Regions from separate parts of the Mus musculus genome. Here region 2 is linked to region 1. A link is a contact called in public promoter capture Hi-C data. All regions are on one chromosome and are shown on one strand. Each heading gives the region's core, a stretch centred on a gene start, on an enhancer-like site or on the middle of the called end of the contact. The rest is flanking DNA. Distances are from core to core; before and after follow the strand shown. Region 1 holds the start of Top1mt (DNA topoisomerase 1, mitochondrial). Region 2 holds the start of Mafa (v-maf musculoaponeurotic fibrosarcoma oncogene family, protein A (avian)).

Region 1 (2,997 bases), core at 90-2,589:
GGAGGTCAGGGGACAAGGGACCATGTCCTGAGCCAGTAAACAATTCCAGGTGTGCCCTCAGAAAGTAAGGAGCGGGCCGGGCTTCATAAACAGAGCAGCTCTTGCAAAGTAGCCAGAACTTGGATGCCTGAGGGGTGTGAGGGGTGAGAGGTGTCCCATGAACCATGCAGGAGGGAAAAAGAGAAAAGTGGTGGCCAAAGGTTCCCAGAGATAGGGGTTTAAATCCCATTCCGCTTCTCATGTGGGTCTAGGTGGGGAACAGTTCGGTGGCTGCATGCAGAAGTGCTTCGTGACACGACTCAGGCAGCTTTCCTCCAACATTCAGCCCAATTCGATGTCATAAAATGTGGACAAGCACCTCAGAACCTACACTGAGCGGCAAGCTCATTACCCAAACTGCTAGGCGAAGTCTACGGCCATCCCCATTTCACAGACAAGGACACTGAGATTGGGGCTATAAACAACTACTGTGGCGTGGCGTGGCGTGGGTGACATTCCTTTGTCCCACTGGAGAAGAGTATCAAGGAAGTTACCCCGATGTCCTGCTGTGAAGCCCTGTGTCTTCTCCTAGAGGCCACAACTCAGCCCCATTTGGAGAGTCAGGACAGCCCTGTCTTTCCCCTGGAATTTCTAGAGCCTAAGAGCTTAGCTGCCCCAGTCCGGGGCTGAGCTATCAAAAGCAGGTCAGCAGGTCAGCTGTAATGGCTGGCCCTGGAAGGGCTGTCTTCGCTGTGAACCCACCCACCACTCGGGCGATTAGACCAGGACATCCCCGCTCCCCAAGTGCTGTGAGCAACAATCCCACAACCCAGAGCTGGGCGCTTCCGGGAACCTCAGTACACGAGGGAAAGGTTGAAAAATCAGAATCTCACATATAATCTCAGCCTGGACAGCCATCCCAACCCCTAGGAAGTCCCTCGGGGCAGGCTGGTGACGTAAGGTAGGTATTGAAAGCTAAGGCCACGTGACAAAGAGTGTAAGAATCGTGGAGTGGGCCTGAGACCAATCAGGGAATCTGGGAACCACACTCCAAAGGGACCTCCTCCAAACCAAACGCGGCAGCCTGGAGGCCCAGACCCAATTACATGGGTGACCGATTTTTCCCAATGTGTCCGGTGTGGCCCGGCACAGGAGCAGGATTAGGCAAGTCACTGAGCCCTGTCTCGCCTGAGCTCCGTCCCACCCGCCTTACCCGGCTCTGTTCGCCTTCGCGACCCGGGACACCTGACAGGAAGGGACGCGGCAGGGGACATGCTGGAAACGCCGGCACAGGGCTCTGAGCCACAGCAGCAGCATGCGTGTGCGTGCATGCGTGGGCTCTGCCCGCTTTCCGAGGCCACGCCCTTCTGACAGAGCTCCGCCCCCACACGTCCAGGAGTCCCGCCCTGCCCGCCCACCTTGGGAAGGCGTCCCCAGCCAGGGCCGAGCATTGCCCCTCTCCCAGCGCTTCTACCTGCCATGGCAACCTGAGGAAGTCATGAGTAGACACACTTGGTCAGAGGGCCCTATCTACCCATCTAAGTGGCAAAACACCGAGTACCCACACCTCCAGGAGGACGCAGTTGCAGACACCAGCTGCCCTGCTCAAAGCAACTTCCTCTAGGCGACTGACCAACAGCACTGGAAGTCCTGCAAAAACTGCTGTTGCCTAGGCTCGCCGCCAAGAGACCAGGGCCATAAGCCATAGGCTCCCCCCTTCAACACATTCAGATCTGAAGACATGTGTACCAAGATCTCAAGACATTTGTACCAAGCAACAAAAATCTCCTAATCCGCGGACAGCTGCTCCCCGAGCCAGCAGCAGGCAGCCTTGGTATTTCCACTGAAACAGCACACAGGCCTGCAAGAAAGTGGTGAACAGGAAAGGTAAAAAATGAGACGGAGACCAGCAAGAAAGAGCTAGCCTATCCTGTAGGTCCCGCCCACGGTTACCAACTCACTGGATTCCTACTGACATCTAGCGGCCCGAGGCAGGAACAGAGCCGGGGAGAGGCTAGTGGGCCCCCTGCTGGACACGGCCAGTACTACAAAAAGTTTGCTGAGTATGATCAACAGACCAGCAAGACTTTGGGCATTCCAGGTCTGTAGCTGGCTGTCCAGGACCCTTGTACCCTTGAAGACCAGCTGGAGTTGTGACAGTTGGGGAGCATGGCCTCACAGCGTTCATATCCTCATAGCAGGTAAAAGGAGCCCTGTTTGCAACTGAGACCAGGCTTGAGGAAGAATTTCAGGTAGATGATGATGAATGCTGGAGCTGACAGTCAGACCTCCTGAGCCCAAAGTCCGTCATAAGGCTGTTCTGTGACAGCAGTGTCCACTCACACGTCGTAGCCGCCAACAGAGAGCTGGAGGGTGGGGAGGGCTTCATTGTGTAGAAGCCACAATTCAGGATAAGCAGGGGCATTTGACTTCAATACAAACTCAATGCAACCATCTCATTACGAGTAACATACAAGCGTTTTCACGTCGCTTTCCTCAACTTGATGGGCTACAATGGCCTGTGTCTGCCTGTGGGAGTCCACCATCTGCTCTTTACTAGACAAGTTTAATTTCTCTGAATCTCAGCCTCCTCCAGCACCTCCTCCAGAAAGTCTGATAAGAGCGAGGCAGACACATACACACTCAGAGACTTCAACCGCCTCTCTCCCTGGCGCCCCTGAAACCCACAGCTCAAAACTCCACTGCAGCAGCTGGAGAGATGGCACAGCCAATGAGTGCTTGCTGCACCAGCATAAGGGTCTGAGTTTGAGCCCTAGCACCTATGTTGAAAAGCAAGGTGGCACACTCTTGTAACCTCAGCTCTGGGGAGGCAGAGACAGGCAGAGACAGGCTGGCTTGATGGCCAGCCAGCCTAGCCAATTAGTGAGTTCCAGTAGGTTGACTGACACCTGAGGTTGTCCTCTGGTCTTCATTTGCGCGCGCGCGCGCGCACACACACACACACACACACACACACACATTGTGTGCATGTGAACGCACACCCATTGAAGCTCCACT
Region 2 (2,973 bases), core at 5-2,504, 70 kb after region 1:
GCCGCTGCTGCACCCGCTTGAAGCGGCACGACTGCGCGTAGCCGCGGTTCTTGAGCGTGCGCCGCTTCTGTTTCAGTCGGATGACCTCCTCCTTGCTGAAGCCGCGGAGCTGCCGGTTCAGCTCCCGCACGGACATGGATACCAGCTGGTCGTCGGAGAAGCGCTCCTCCAAGCGCACGTGGTGGCCTGCGCCGCCTCCGCCGTGACCCGCGCCTCCGCCGTGGTGGCCAGAGCCTCCGTGGTGGTGATGGTGGTGATGGTGATGGTGGGCAGAGTGATGATGGTGGGCAGTGTGGTGTGCGCCGTGGTGGTGGCCGGCACCCATGTCGTCCGCGCCGCCGCCGCCCGCGAAGCTCTGACCCCGGAAGGCCTCATAGGCCGCAGCAGCCGCCGGGTGATGCGCGCCGTGGTGCGCGCCGTGGTGGCCGCTGCCGATGAGCGCCTCCACCGCGTCCTCCGGCGTCAGGTTGAGCGCCTCGGGGTTCAGGTGGTGCTGGTACCCGCTCATCCAGTACAGATCCTCCAGCACCGCTTTTCCTGAGGCGCCCCCGACAGTGCCGGGGCCTCCACTCGGCGGCCCCGGGGCGCCCCCGGCCTGAGCCGCGCTGCCCCCGCCGCCCGCGCCGCCGCCTGTGCCCGGGCTGGGTGCGCAGAAGCTGGGCGAAGAGGGCACCGAGGAGCAGGGCGTGCTGAGGGGCGTCGAGGACAGCGAGCCGGGCGGCAGGCGGTGGCAGAAGCGCTCGGCCTCGGGCGGCTCCTTCTTCACCTCGAACTTCATCAGGTCGAAGTCGTTGACGTACTCGATGGCCAGTGGGCTGCTGGGCAGCTCTGCGCCCATCGCCAGCTCCGCGGCCATCGCCCGGGGCCCCAGCCCCGCCGCCGCGCCCGGCCGCGCCCCGACGGGCGGCGGGGGAGCGTGGGGGGAGCCGCGGGCCTCTCTCCCCCTAGCTCCCCCCCGGGCCGCGGTGGGCTCAGGCTCTGGTCGCGCCGCCGAAGGGCGCAGCAGCAAAAGTTTCCTGCTGTCAACTCTGGGCTGTGCTCAGGGGACGCCGCCGGCCAGGCCTCTCGGGTGGCCCCCCGGCCCGCTACGAGCGGGCGCAGGGCCCCCAATCCTGCCCTCCTCCTCCTTCTGTTCCTCCGCGGTCCTGGCCTGGAGGGTGCAGAGGCCGCGCCCCGGGCTCAGCCGCGCTCCGGGCTCTCCCGCCCGGCCCCGCCCCGCGCCCCACCCGCGCTGCCGGCCGGCCCCGCCTCCCTCGGCCCGGCGCAGAGCCGCACAAGCCTTTATAGAGACGCGCTTCTGGGCCCGCCTCCCCAGGTGGGGGCCGACGCCCCCGGGCCAATCGGAGCCCCAGACCTGCCGCCCTCATTTGCCTATCCCCATGGCAACCCGGAGCCCAGCTGTCAATCTCCTGCGGGAAACAGCTGTGGGAAGGGGTGGGGAAGGGCCGTCGGCAAGAGGAGTGGGCAGGGCCCCCTGGTGGCCGCCGCATGGGACTGCACAGCAGAGGGCGCGAGACCAAGTGGCAGATTCTGAGGTTCCAGGATCGTAAAGCCAGAGAGTGCAGGGAAGCTGAGGAGGCCCTCGTCCAGGGTACTCCTTCGGTGTCTCAGATCCATTAGGTGGTCTAGCTGGCTGTGTCCCGCACCAGGCCCAAGTGGCCTGGAGTCTCCAGAATGGGGACCTCTAACTATCCTGACACCGGTGACTCCCGAGCTGCCCGGGAGCGCCAGCTATTTTTATCCTGTGGTTGGGATGGGTTCAGGAATTCAGTCAACAAAGTTGCTGGCACCTCGGGCGGCGGGATGCACGGTGGAACCGCAGGCCTCTGAGCGTTGTGGTAGGTGGAGTGGGACAGACGCCTGTGGCCACCACGGGGCTAGAGGAGCAGGTCTCGGGTACTCCCTGCGTAGAGAACCCATTTCTCTGAATTGAATTCATGGGGCTGATGGGTCTGGACGCCTGCAGAAATGCCCACAAGGAATCTCAGACCCAGCTGCCCACCAGGGCGGTTTGGAGGAGCCTTGCTGGGTGGGGGCAAGTTGGAGTGACAAGTGGCAAGCAGATTGCCACCGTCACACTTGCTGAATGTCTCTACACACCTAGTAGGAGGCCGCTTCCGAGCAAAAGAAAGCCACAAGGACAACAGGGAGGGTGGGTGACAAGATGTGAGTTCTGTGACACCCTCCCCTCCCCTCCCTCCTCCAGAATTCCAGATCCCAACCGAAGATAGAAAGGGCGTGCATTCACGAACAACAGCTGGATGTGACCCAGAGTGCGGTTTTCTCCTCTCTGTTATCTATAATCTTATATGCCGTTGACTATTAAAAATAATAGACGGGCAATGGTGGTGCAGGCCTTTAGCCCCAGCTCTCCCAAGACAGGAAGATTTCTGGGAGTTCAAGGCCAGCCTGGTCTACAGAGCAAGTCCCAGGACAGCCAAGTCTGCACAGAGAAATCTTGCCTCGAAAAACTAAAAATCAATCAATCAGTCAATCAATCAATCAATCAATCAATCGATTCTTAAATATAAACCATTTGTGCACAAGGTGGAAAAAGTTTGAAAGGGTATTCACAGGATACCTATCCAGGATGTCATGGTGCCAAGGGCTTTGCCTACTCCCTCTACAGGTGCCTGCTATTTCACAGGGGATGCCTGGCAGCTAGGAGCAAATAGCTCCCAGCTCCTTCCCTCAGTGTCCAGACACTCCTCACCTTCATATTCATCTGTGCAGGCTTGGTCTTCAGAAACAAACAAACAAACAAAAAAAGCATGAGGAAACCCCTACAAAACTCTCCCCTCAGCCTGTTCCAAAGGAGACTTCGGGGAGCCATTGGAATGTCTATCTTTGGGACTCTACAGTGCTGAGGTGGTAGCCACAGCCATCAGTGTAATCATGCCCATTCTACGGATGAGGAAAGGAGGCCGTGAAAAGCAACTGGCCTTGTCCAAGGTAACCTATATCAGATCCACC

What was found. Capture Hi-C pulls out chosen DNA fragments and counts their contacts.
Region 2: a contact with region 1 is called in a promoter capture Hi-C map of adipose tissue. The contact joins the promoter of Mafa here to the promoter of Top1mt in region 1. A contact is called at or near these places in 3 of 39 promoter capture datasets (the 3T3-L1 cell line, macrophages and pre-B cells), 1 of 15 datasets of contacts at CTCF or cohesin (embryonic stem cells), 5 of 484 Hi-C or Micro-C datasets (embryonic stem cells, muscle stem cells and stem cell-derived neural progenitor cells), 2 of 115 datasets of contacts at active chromatin or transcription factors (memory CD8 T cells and pancreatic cancer cells) and 2 of 9 other capture datasets (adipose tissue and liver).

The regions. Positions count from the first base shown.
Region 1 is chr15:75,677,461-75,680,457 of GRCm38.p6, forward strand. It overlaps Top1mt (DNA topoisomerase 1, mitochondrial), which reads right to left and starts at 1,340. Exons shown (of 14, transcript NM_028404.3): 1 at 1,193-1,340. The coding sequence starts at 1,296.
Region 2 is chr15:75,747,067-75,750,039 of GRCm38.p6, forward strand. Mafa (v-maf musculoaponeurotic fibrosarcoma oncogene family, protein A (avian)) reads right to left here and starts at 1,255. Exons shown (of 1, transcript NM_194350.2): 1 at 1-1,255. The coding sequence starts at 856.